3 separate regions of the Mus musculus genome follow, and all the other regions are linked to region 2. Evidence: chromatin contacts called from public promoter capture Hi-C data. All regions are on one chromosome and are shown on one strand. Each heading gives the region's core, a stretch centred on a gene start, on an enhancer-like site or on the middle of the called end of the contact. The rest is flanking DNA. Distances are from core to core; before and after follow the strand shown. Region 1 holds the start of Zdhhc8 (zinc finger, DHHC domain containing 8). Region 2 holds the start of Smpd4 (sphingomyelin phosphodiesterase 4). Region 3 holds the start of 4933432I09Rik (RIKEN cDNA 4933432I09 gene).

Region 1 (3,985 bases), core at 594-3,093, 620 kb before region 2:
TTTTTGAGATGAGTTTCACTGTGTAGCCAAGGCTGGTAGTCTCCATGTCTCACTCTTCCAAGAGCTGGTATTACATGAGTCACCACACCCGGCTAATCGTACACAAATCTGAATTATTTATGGACTTCTATTTAATAACTGGGTTGTGGGTAGCTGAAAGCATGGAAAGTCAGCACCGTTGTGGGGAGTGCTGCTTTATACCTCCATCTCAGTCCCTCTGCTGTGCTGGCTGCCACTCTACATTCCTGTTTCAGGCCCTCTGCGGCTCTCCTAGGCTGTGTGTTCCAGTGGCTCCCTGCTGCCTTGCCAGCCCTATTCAGGAAGAAAGGTACCATATCACTCTGGGCTCTGGCCTCAGCAGCTACATCTGCCCCACCTAAAACTGTTTTGGACTCTCCACGACCAGTGTTTGCTATTTTCCTACAAGACTGTGGCAGTAGTGTGGCTGCCTTGGTACCCTACATATAACATGAGAGTAGACTTAATCCCAAAGGAACTCTGCAGTGGGGGAGCTGTGAGTCGTGGAGCCTCCTGTGGGCCCTAGAGGCCCTAGAGGTTCTGAGCGTTCTATGTTAGGGGCTGTAGGACAAGATTAAAGTCGGGCGAATTTAACTGAACTGTGTGCCTAATGCAGAGGGCCAGCTGGATACTTACTTACCTGAGAGCGGAAAGGAGTTTGTATCCACTCTGCTCTCCACTGTGAGGTCACATCACTGCTATCTTACCAACGCTGGAAGACCCTGAGCTACGTCTTCTGGCATGGAATGACCAACAGGACAGAAATCTGAGAGAAAATCTATCACTGTTTATGCTGTTGAAAAGCTGTTTCTACATTAAGGCACTCGACCCTGAGCTGTGGGCGAGCCAAGGAGTCCCAGGCCTACAAGCAGTGTTGTAGGGAGGAGGTGGCTGAAGGACTCTGGGTTATGGCTCTACAGAAGGAGATAGCAACAACCAAGGGAAGAAGGCTCCCACTATCTTGGTCTGGGGAGGGGTGGACGATGGAGAAGAGCCTCCGGACTGGGGGCGGCTCTGGGGGAATCGTCAGCCAGCACCCTGTTCAGGCCCTGAATAAGCTTCCAAAGTAAATGTTGCTGCCTTGTGGAGTGGCTAAGGCAAGCAGTGGGGTTTGACCATGTTCTTACTCAAAACATTAAAACTGATCTGCTAGGGGAAGCCAATGCAGATGCCTGCAGCATCCTTGGAGGGCCGGTCCACCTTAAACAGCTGCGTCCTGGCGCGGGCAGGTGGGCTTGCTCGCGGGTGGGTGGTGAGCATGCGCAGCCTTTCTAGTCAAGGCCAGAGCAGGGTTCAGTCACTTTCCCTAGGACACCAGCTTTCCGAAGGCGTTCCTAGGTCTCTTACACACGGCCTCAATCAAGCCTGCGGCCTGAGCCAGGACACAGAGGAACTCGGTGACCTAACTCTTAGTGTGTGGAGGGCTGAGAACTGGCTAAGGTTTGGATAGCCATGATACCCCTACCTTGTCATAGAAATCTCGCTCACACCCCAGTGACTGCCAGGGGACCTTCAGCCTGTCCCGGGACTGTGATTGGAGAGCATGTAGGCCCAAGAGAGCTCCCGGGTTAGGGCCTGCGGTAGCAAGGAAAAAAAAAAAAAGGAAAGAAAGGAAGAGACAGACAAGAAAGAGAAAAAGAACATGCTTTCCGTTGTCCTGTCGGTCCAGATGGGCGCTGCGCGTGCGTGGGGTGTCGGGCTACCCCGCAAAAGAGGAGTTGGCCGCCCGGCGCTCCACCCTCAGCCCGCCCCCGCCGCGGCCCTGCCGCCGGGTCCACCTTAAGGGGCGCGCTGACATCAGCGCGCCGCCGCCGCCCGTGGGGTGGGATTTCCTCCACTGCCGCTGCGGCGGATCCTGCGCCGCGTCCAGCCCGCGCGCCCGACCCCGGCCCGACCCGGCCGGCCCCGCCCGCCCGGCCCGGGGAGGGATGCGGCGGCGCGGCGCCCAGGATGCCCCGCAGCCCCGGGACGCGCCTCAAACCCGCCAAGTACATCCCGGTGGCCACGGCCGCCGCGCTGTTGGTTGGTTCCAGCACACTCTTCTTCGTATTCACGTGAGTCGGCGCCGGGTCCAGAGCCTGGTAGCAGCGGGTGGGGGTAGGGAGGTTGGGGGTGGGAGCCGAAGGGGCGCACGTGCCCCACGGGGGCGGCGGTGGGCTGGGCGGATTAGCAGGTTGCGGCGAGGGGCTGCGTCCCCGGAGCACGGACAGGTGAATGCCTGCCTCTGAGCGTTCTAGCAGGCCCTGGGTGTGGTTGCAGCCTTTCATTCCCTCGGGGCTTTGAAGGGGGACGCGTGTCACCTACAGACACCAACCTTCCTAGGGGGAGGGGGGGAGTAGGAGCTGTGAGCCCCCTCGTCGCGGCCAGCATGTAAAATCAACTTATTTCTGTGTTTCTCAGCGTAGGTGTGGCCTGCCCCACAGCCGTGACTGGCCACTACAGCCTACTCAAGGCCCTCAGCCCTCCCTGAACACAACACTGAGAGGCTTCTATCCTACACTTCTAAGTCTGGAGCACAAAAGACCTCAGAGGCTAGGCTGCCAGTCGTGGGGAGGGAGCACTCTTTGCCAGCCTGGCACTAGGCAGCCTCAATTTCTTACCCCGGGCTGGCTCATAGGTCATGGGGTTCTGAATCTCGGACCACTCGTTTCTTTCTACAATTCCAAAGCCTTGACACAACTCAGGTGACCAAAGGGATGGCCATTTGTTTCCAGGTGTGACAGCCCCAGGTGTAAGTGAGCCTGAGCCACCCTTTCCACTTTGTAGAAACATATAGCAGCCTTTGTAGGAGTCTGAATTCAGTGCCTGTTGTGGGAGGAGAGTCCTTACCTGGAGGCTGGGGTTGGGTATGTGCCACTGGCTGCAAAGAGCAAGTTTAAAAAAGGCCTGTGTGGACGGGCTTATTTCTGGCTCCAGGGAAAGTCTGTGTTCTTGTCACTCAGATGTTGTGGATTGTGGACTAAGGAAGGGCTTGGGGAGCTAAGACTGGAGGGGACATATCTTGGAAAATTCGGTCTTCCAGAGGTCTTGAGTGGGGTTCTGTTTCAGTGCAGAGAGGGTGTCACAGGGACATTTCGATGTCTTTTAACATAACTCTAAAATTAAGACATGCAATATGGGAATCAAAGTTTTAAGAGAAATTAAAATCCTCTCCCCCTGCTTTCTCTCCTCAGAGAATGTAAGTAGTTTCAGAGGATTCAGAGGACCCAGGTGGTTCCTGGAAACTTGACTCTGCCTCAAGCTTTGGTCTCTGAGGTTGCTACCGTTTTTTCTGGGCAGTGCTTCCTCTGTGTTCTTGAAGCTAGTGTTCTGGGGCTGTGCATGTGGGTGCTCTTGAGGTTTGGGGTTCTCTTTAAGGGACAGCTACTCTGACTTGAACTGGCTCTGCAGTTGGCATGACTGGGGCCCTGTTCAGTCTGTGTGCATCCTCATCTGCCCCTTGGATGAGTTCCTGAGATGTGGGTATTGCTGACCTGACACTCAGGTGGCTCTGTTCTCAGAAGAGGCTCTGCTGGACAGCTGTGCTCGTTTGGGCAGTGCCAGGGTATAGGCAGGTCTGGTGGCCAGCCTGGAGTAGGTGTCTTTTTCAAGATAGAATCCCTGTCCTCTCATTGCCTCCCTCCTGCCCTGTTTCTGGCTCCGTCCACTGACACCTCAGACACCAAGAAAAGGAAGCAGTCGCTCAGCCTACCTTTGGGGCCTAGATCGGGTCCTGAAACTTTACCTGGCGTAAGTGACCCTTAGATCTCCTCTTTGTGAGTCTGAACTGCTTCTCTCAAGGTGCGGAGGAGAATCTGGTCAGTCAAGAAGGGGAGCCCGCCGGGCGGTGGTGGCGCATGCCTTTAATCCCAGCACTTGGGAGGCAGAGGCAGGCAGATTTCTGAGCTTGAGGCCAGCCTGGTCTACAAAGTGAGTTCCAGGACAGCCAGGGCTATACAGAGAAACCCTGTCTCGAAAAACCAGAAAA
Region 2 (4,558 bases), core at 85-2,584:
AATGTGTGCTTCTTGCGACAAATGAAGAAGTTCTATGAAGGAAGAATTTGAACTCACCACCAAAAATTAGGCATAGCCCTGCAGCTTCCTACCTCCCAGTGCCTATGGTAAGAAACACAAAACAATCAAGAGCTGGAAAGAGCAGAGAGCCTACTGTGTGCCACCGATGGACTAGTGATAGCTTTTCTGTCTCAGCCCTGCTCACTACAGGAGAAAAGGTGCTAAGCTGGCAATGCCAGTCTGCAAGGAGAGAAGCCAGACAGTAGGAGTTTAAGGCAGTTGTGGTTTTGAAAGACCACCAATCTTTGCCATGTGGCAAGAGAAACAATTCTTAGGTTTTGGGTTTTGTTTTGTTTTTTTTTTTCCAATTCTTAATTCAGTCTCAGTGTTAAGGAAAACTGAAAATGTTTCAGTCCTGACCTACATTGCAAACTACCATGAAATGATCAGGGCAGCATAAAATTGTGGACTACTCGATAAGGGCAGAGATCTAAAGGAGACAAGAAGTCAACTCTCTCCTCAGAAGAAGCAGACAGTTGAAAAATCAGAGATGTCTAACGAAGGTCTTTCCACGATTCCACGAATAGGGCAACGACACTGATACTCTTGCTTTTAGGCCCTGTCACCCACGCCCGAAGCCAGCGTGCATGCAGTGCCGAAGGCCTTTGCTTCGGTCGACCCCTCAAAGTCCACTTTCTTCAAGAACTGCTTGCGACTGTTTTTGAGGTTTCTAATGACTACGAACTCCAGCCAAGCTTAGCGCGCCACTGTCAAGAACTCCCTCGGCTGACTCTGAGAAGCTGCGGCGTGCCCTCATTTGTTGATCACAACTTCCTATACCTCCAAAGTTTCGAGACTACCCTATTACATTACAGAGGAGGAAACTGAGGCTCGGGAAAGTCGCAAGGTAGAACCTAAACCCACAACGAGTTCTACTACCAAACATCGCTAGCTGAGCCCAAGGTTCAACTTTCCCTCCAAGTCCCCCTCCCTCAACTCTCACATCGAGCGTTCATCCACCCCCTACCCGGACCGTCTGCGAGGACCACGCAGGAAGGCGGCAGAAAGCCATGACCCTGGAGAGCGGCGTGAGGTTGCAGCCGGGCCCTGGGCTCCCGGCCGGCCCCGTACAGGCCGAGCTGTCGGGAGGCCCAAGTCCCCCACAGCTCGAGGAGGAACGGAGCCAGCCTCGGCGGGGACCCGAGAAAACCGCACGGTGCTGGGCTGCCTCGCGCGCGGCTCCCGCCACTCACCTGCCGTGCTGATAGCACAAATCTCGAGCTTCTCAGAGAAGGGAGCCGCCATTCGGACACTCGGCGCCTAATGTCGTCATCAAGCTGCGCCGGGTGCCACGCCCCCTTAGTTTGGCGGGAATCCGAGAGGATCAAAGTAAGGTCTGAAATACAGAAGACAACAGGAATACGCGTCTAGAAAAATAGATATAGGCAAGACTTTTCAACACTGTACTTCACTGACACAGAAATAGCCTGGAGAATTAAAATGGGACTACATGAAATGAAAAGTTTCTAGAAAGAGGTTGTTGCCCTGGTGACACACGCTTTTAATCCATGCGTTCTGGAGGCAGAGGCAGGCAGATCTCTTGAGTTCAAAGCCAGAGGTTCAAGATAGCCAGGATTACACAGAGAAACCCTGTCTTGAAAAGACAAACAATCAAGCAATCAATAATTGAAACTTCTTTGAAAGAATTCTTCCTGGTTAAGAACCAACAAATATACAAGTACACAAATAACACCCCCACCCCCAATAAACCAGGTGTTGGTGGCAGCACACGCCTTTAATCCCATCACTAGGGAGGCAGAGGCAGGCAGGCAGATCTCTGTGATTCTGAGGCCAGCTTGGTCTTCAGGGTGAGTTCTAGGACAATCAGGGCTACATAAACCCTGTCTCGAAAACAAAACAAAAATCCTCATACTTCTTAAGCTAATAAAAATTTTAAAAGTTGTTTTTTTAGAGCCCTTAAAGAGTGCTTCAAGGAAGAAACCTGCACAAAATAGATAAGTACATGCAATCCTAAATACCCATCATCCAACAGGATTTACCAAGTACCCAGCATATGCCAGGCACGGTTCTGGGTGCTGCTACCTAAATCCGTCTATCAGGGATCTGATCGTCAGGCAGCGGACAGCTTTCCACCACACCATTCCCATGGCTAACATACTGCCCTATTCACATTAAGCACTCAGAACAAGTCAAGCAAGTATGTAAAAACCTCTCGGGATGCTTGCCCTGGGTTGTTGGAGCCGCTACAGACTGGGAGCTGCAGGGCCTGGCAAGGAAAGAGGTGGCCAGTAGCTGGCGCTGTGGAGGCTCCTCACCTGCTAGACTGCAGCGAATTCTGCAGGGTGGAAGGGAATTGGGGTGGGGAGTGGTGGTCAGGGGAAGAGGCGGGAGAGGGAAGTGGAGGAGGTACGCGGGCCCAACACTCACCTTTTTCAGGGTGCTCGACTGACAGAGGCTAGACTCAGGGCTTTCACAGGTCTGGGGGAGGCCACGCTGCAAAAGCTGGGCATGAAGGGAAAAAGGTGCTGAGCACCAAGGAGATGGGCTGCATGGACTTGGGCAGGTTGCAAGTCCCTGCAGACACGCCTGCTTTGGAACTCTTCCAAATCTCATCTGCTACTCTGAAAAAGCCCCACCACAGCACGATACATACTCTGTCCATGTTCTCTCTCTCTCTCTCTCTCTCTCTCTCTCTCTCTCTCTCTTCCTCTCTTGTCCCAAATATTTATATTTATTTTTCTGTTCCCATACCTTTCCTTTTCTTTTTCTTTTTTGTTTTTTCGAGACAGGGTTTCTCTGTGTAGCCCTGGCTGTCCTGGAACTCACTCTGTAGACCAGGCTGGCCTCGAAGTCAGAAATCTGCCTGCCTCTGCCTCCCGAGTACTGGGATTAAAGGCATGTGCCACCACCACCCAGCTCCCCACTTTATTTTTGTTGTTGTTGTTTTGTTTTGGTGTTGTTGTTTTATGGGTTTTGTTTTGTTTCTTTTCTGGAACTCACTATGTAGACCAGGCAGGCTTCAAACTCTGCCTTCAGGGTGATGGGATTAAAGGCTAGGTTTTCAGGACCATGACCCAGATAGCCACAGTGGACAAGTCTTGGACAAGTCTTGGAACAGGTCTGCCCTGAATGCCACAGGACTCACTGAATACTGCATTTGTTTTTGGCAGACTTGCTGAATCTTACCCTGGCTCCCCTCGCCTCCTTCCTGACGTGTGTGCTCAGTAGCAGCTAATGACTTTGTGTCCATGTCTCTGCCTACATCAGGGACCTGAGGTCAGAGGTAAGCCTTTTGCTCCTTCCTGGCTGTGGCTAGGGGGTTGCAGTTCAACTCAGCATGTATAGGCGAGCCTATCTGTGGGTCTCCACCCTGGGTCTGCAAACCCATCTACCTTCTGGGGCTCTAGTTGGCCTCGCCTCAGGGAGTGTACTGTTGGATCAAGGACTGGTCCAAACAGACTAGGGTCTGTTTGCCTAACTCCTCCCCACCTCTTCATCATGCCTTCTTCTACAGCCATAGGAATAAAGAGGACTTTGGTCCTTGCCCTGACATTACATCTTCAGGACAGCACTCTGAGAACAGGGCAGGCAACCCCTTACCTGTACCTCTCCCAGGCCCAGGTCCAGCTCCTACCCACACAGCAGGTCAGGCTACACACCTCCTATATTTCTATTATATGAATTGCAGTACTAGAGCCACCTGACTGCCTTGGGACAGAATAGAGACCTGAGGTTGCAGAATAGCTCCATGCTTAGCTGTGAAGGTTTCACTTTGCTCTTTCTTATAGCAGAGAAAGGGGAGACCTTAGAAGTATAGAGTAGTGGAGCCTGAGATCGTTCCATGGGTAACATTGTAATGGGGAACTAATTTGAATTCCTGACCTGTGTGAGGAGCTTTGCATGCCTGTAAACAATCCCAGCACTTCAGGGCAGAGACAGATGGATGCTGAGAACTTACTGGTCCAGCAGCATGACTGCAATGGTGAGCTTCTAGTTCAGAGAGAGACCCTGTCTCAAGGCCAGAAGACAAAGAGCAAAAGGAAGGCACCCAGTATTCTGCCCTGGCCTCCACATGTGTACACATGGTCATGCACACTGCCACATATACATATAAACATGTGCATGTGTGGTCATATTCAACATCACATGTACATACAAACATGTACACACATGGTCATGTACACCACACATACATACATTTTTTTTACATATAAAAGGCTTACATAGACACACGTGCACACACAACGCTGAACAAAATGGTCTGTGGTCATGGAGGGAAGGTGAGTAATTCTAGCACTTCCTGTTTAGGTTTAGAGTAACCATGTGTCTTAAACACATGTCCCGTCAGAACGTGTAAGGCACATTCTGTTGTGTGGAAGTTAGGAATCTCACATGAGCTATATTGTCTAGTCAGGGCCCTGAGCCATTCGAGGGTGCTATTGTCAAGGAACACTACTTGTTTGAACACACTAAAGGGCTGGTATTAAAATAAAAGTGATCTGAGTGTGGTGGCACACACCTTTAATCCCAGTGCTGT
Region 3 (4,164 bases), core at 1,321-3,820, 590 kb before region 2:
AAGGAGGGTAGCTGGCTAGCCAACCCCAACCAGATCTGCACTAGGACAGACTGTGAGCCATTACCCCTGGCTTTCTACAGAACTTCCAGGATCAGTCTCAGGTCCTCAGGCTTCACTGGCAAGCGTTCGGCTGAGCTGTCTTAGCCGTCCTCTCTCACTTTATACACAGCCTTGTGCCATTTAATGATGGGGTGCATTCTGAAGAATTTGGCATTCTAAAGCACACGTGTGTAAGCCTAGATGGCACTGTATCCTACACAGTTGGGTCATGTGGAGCTTGGGTGGGAAGAACCCGCTGCTCCTTGGCTGCTGAGTGGGACAGTGTGAGACTGAGGAAGAGCAAGGTAGTGTGCTGGGGAGAGGCACAAAGCACAAGAGGCCAGAGAGCGGCTACAGCTTACCCCAGCTGCATTCATTCTACAGTAAAGCCCTTTAAAAACACAAACACAAAGAACACACTAAACTAAATGAAAGTGTCCTATCATAAGTGCGGTAGCAGTCAGCACAGGCATTTATTGCCATGTTGCAGTACTGGGCTCTGTATGCGTGCTCCGCACTGTCTTCCACTGACCATGCAGTGGTGTACTCTTGCCCTCCCAGCACAACGGTGAGGGATATGTTATATCATGATGCCAACAGCATAAGTAGTTGATGTGACATTTTCTTAGCAGTGATGAGCATGACACCCAGGGCTTTGCACATGATAAGCAGGCATCTACCGCTGAATTATTCTTCCATCCTTGGTATTAAATATTGTCTGTCTGTCTGAGGAATACTGATGTTTTAAAATTAAGTCACTTACTTTACACCCCATCACAGCTCCCCTTCTCCTGCCCCTCCGTCCTATTATGCATTCTTATGATTCTTATGGGAGCACATATTGCCTATAATTGACCAAAGGATTATGTAACACATGAGGATTTTTTTTTGACAAGTTTGAATCTCACTGGTCATACTTTTTCATCGCTGGAGGTCACTGTGAGCCCCTCAGTGCCTCTTCCTTTTCAAGGTACCCTGTTCTTTTTTTTTTTTTAGGATGCAGCGGTTTTGGAGAAGGACAAGACCTTTTGATGACGACTTTTTCTTTTCCCCTTATGGTTCTTTGGTTCTGTTTTCCTTTATTCTTGATCACTTCCCAGCAGATACTCTTCAAATAAAAACCTGTTTGGGGTTTTTTTTTTTCTATCTCTGTTTATGAAGGAGTTCAGAAAGCTAAAAGGTATTTTTTTTTTCTGTTAAACCATAGGGAGGTCCAGGTTGAAGCAGGAGGGCCTCTTGCCATGCATATCACTGCTCCAGCTCTGGTATCTGGAATGATGAGACCTAGGGAGTTTGCCAAGGAATTCTGTTGACAGCTGCCATAATCAGTACTGGAGTCCAAGCTTGTCTGCAGCCAGTTCCTGCTTCCCAGCCACTTGTATCCCGAGTTAGCTGAGTCCCGCTTTCAGTTTGCTGAAGTCCCTTACAGACTAACGGCCGGTCTCCTGTTGTCTTGCAGACCTGGAATGAATACCCATCAGGGGCCACTGAAACCTGTGGCGGAGGAGCTGGTGTGCGCTACAATGAGAGCTCCGGTGGGGCCCAGCTGGCACACAAGCTGGAGTCCTGCATTTTTCCAGTATGGGATGCATCTCTACACTCAGTACAGACTGAGGCTGGCAGTCACACTAGAGGAGAGGCCTGGAATTGCCCCAGCATGCCCTACGGCACTCAGAAGCTGCCCACTCTGGTCCCTGGAGGGGCTTCTAAGCCCTCTGCCTGTTGGTTTCTTTCTGGGGTTTCATGGTTACCAGGATATGATGATCTCAGAGGTGGGAGCCCAGGAAGGCCCTTGGATGGCTTTGGAATGGGGTGGCTTCAGCAAAGGCCCTGAGTAGCTGACAGTGGTGGTCGTGGTGTCTTTGTTCTATATTCTGAGTCTCCAGACTTGGTAAGGGCCCAGTAGATACTCAGGATGCTGTCCTGTTAGTACCACACAAAGGCTGCAGGCTAGGATCCTCAGGTCACAGCTCCAAGTGCTCAGCGTGGGCTACAGTTACTGAGCAGCCGTGGAAGGACTGAGGGCACTTCAGGTGCTCATATGTTCTGAGACCTTAGGTGCCTACCTTAACCCGAAACCCAATGTTCTCTGATCACCTTACCTTTGTTGGGCTGTGCCCTATCTGGAAGGCTGGTTTCTTTCAGACAGCCCCGAAGACGCCTCCCCCTTTTCCACGGTCCTTGTATGCTCTTGATCTCCAGAGAGTCCTGAGAGGTGAGGGAGTCTAGTAGGAGAGAAGAGCCCCAGGTCTGCCGTGTAGCTGGTTCCGCATGAGCATGAGCTGTGCTAGCATGTTAAATACCCTACAGATTGGTGTGTTGGGTTGGGTGAGGGTCTGTGTGGAGCCCCGAGGCTGCACTGGGTGGGAGTGCTAGGATGATGCAGACTCGAAGACACACAGAGAGTGTGGGACACTAGAGTGTGCTGTGAGGAGCTAGAGTGGCCCTAGCCCCTGTTGCTAGGCAGCGCATTTCCCTGGACACCAGTTGCCATGGCAGCCGCTTCCTGCCCATGTTGCCATGACACCCAGATGGCCTTGAGGAGCCTGAAGTGGTGGTAAGGGGCTAGCTATCCAGACACACTCACACCACCCTTCCCCCCAGCCCGGCTGGTGCCTAGGGGATGCTGAGGAGAGGAGAGAGGACAGGCTATGTTATCCAGAGCCGCTTGCCTACAGCTGGCCTGAGATGAAGTCAGGGGCTAAATGGGCAGATTCTACTCTCCTTACTATGGCCTTGACACTCAATGACCCATGCTCATTACAGGGCCTGAGTAGAACTCAGAGTCATAGAGCCAGCCACACCCATGAGAGATTCTCATTTCTGTATTTTTAACCTGGGCTTCTGGCCCTTACCCACCTAGTCTGTTCTCCACTTGCAGCCCCAAAGCACCCTGCGTAGGACTAGAGGATCCTACAGAACCTGGATGAATGTGTCTGGGGTTTCACAGGCATTCCTGGAGTGGCCTTGGGATTATTACCCTGTCATCCAGGACTCTGCCCAGTCCTTTCATCTCCTACCCAGGACCTAGGGTATGGCCTAGGCATGAACTCTCCTTTGCTCTGTTAGAGAGGCAAGATGACACTTGGCTCTGAGTCACAGCCTGTGACCTTCCAGGTGGCAGAGGGGCAGATGAGGGATGAAGTGGTCTGTGTGATGAAGTCACCCCAGGGCCAGAAGGTAGGGGCTGCTAGGCCTCTCTGTTCCTGGCAAAGTAGACATGAGTTTCTGAGAGCTGTGTGACCTTCTCGGCCTTCTCCAGTCTGCAGGGAGTGGGGAGTGCAGAGCAAGCAGGGTCCTGAGACCATGGTGTGGGCAAAAGAAGGTCTCAGAGCTAGGCATGCTACTTCATGCTTGTGTGTATCAGGATTTTGTAAGGCTAGAGCAGGAGGATTGCCATGAGTTTGAGGCCAACCTAGGATGCACAGTAAAATCCTGTCTCCATGTCTTATCCCCACAAAGAGGGCACTAGGTGGGCTGGGTCCTTGAGGTCTTCTAGGAATTCCCAGCTCCAGAGGTTGAAGCTCTTGGAGGAAAGGCACACCCATGGGGCGCTCAGTACTGGACATGGACTTTCTGCTCCTAGAATGTATGTGGTGACAGGCTGTTTGCTCCTCTCTTCTGTGGTCACTCTCTGGAAGCCACTGCTCATATTTTTTTTAAAAAATGATTTATCTATTTTATGTGAGTACACTGTAGCTGTCTTTAGACACACCAGAAGAGGGCACTGGATCCCATTGGAGATGGTTGTGAGCCACTGTGTGGTTGCTGGGATTTGAAGTCATGGCCTCTGGAAGAGCGGTCAGTGCTCTTGGCCACTCGTATTTTTAACTTTAACAGTCAGAAAGACAGTAAGAGTGCTAAAGACAACCCTTGTGAAAGACACAGTCCCAGTAGACAGCCATCATTTCAGGATGTCGGGGGCTCTGAGGCCTTGTACTGGGAGGTGGCCTGCTGACCGCCATGCTGTGCTCCACTAGGCTGCTGAGCGTAAGCACCCCTGCCCAAGCTGAGGACCCTCTCCTTTCTTAGGAGTCAGATCTCGTCTCTTGTTACTTCCAGATGGACAGTGGTGTCCAGAAAGTCAGCATGAATGGGCTGCCTGGCGGTCAGTACCAGTTCACC

The links. Promoter capture Hi-C pulls out the DNA fragments that hold promoters and counts their contacts.
Region 1: a contact with region 2 is called in a promoter capture Hi-C map of liver, with 5 times the contacts expected there. The contact joins the promoter of Zdhhc8 here to the promoter of Smpd4 in region 2. A contact is called at or near these places in 2 of 39 promoter capture datasets (cranial neural crest and liver), 1 of 484 Hi-C or Micro-C datasets (CD8 T cells) and 2 of 115 datasets of contacts at active chromatin or transcription factors (fetal liver and memory CD8 T cells).
Region 3: a promoter capture Hi-C map of liver shows a contact between it and region 2, with 4 times the contacts expected there. The contact joins the promoter of 4933432I09Rik here to the promoter of Smpd4 in region 2. A contact is called at or near these places in 2 of 39 promoter capture datasets (both in liver).

Annotation. Positions count from the first base shown.
Region 1 is chr16:18,232,994-18,236,978 of GRCm38.p6, reverse strand. Zdhhc8 (zinc finger, DHHC domain containing 8) reads left to right here and starts at 1,843. Exons shown (of 11, transcript NM_172151.4): 1 at 1,843-2,072. The coding sequence starts at 1,969.
Region 2 is chr16:17,616,130-17,620,687 of GRCm38.p6, reverse strand. It overlaps Smpd4 (sphingomyelin phosphodiesterase 4), which reads right to left and starts at 1,334. Exons shown (of 19, transcript NM_001164610.1): 1 at 1,254-1,334.
Region 3 is chr16:18,212,269-18,216,432 of GRCm38.p6, reverse strand. It overlaps 4933432I09Rik (RIKEN cDNA 4933432I09 gene), which reads left to right and starts at 2,570. Exons shown (of 3, transcript NR_015575.1): 1 at 2,570-2,596. It also overlaps a transcript of Ccdc188 not described here.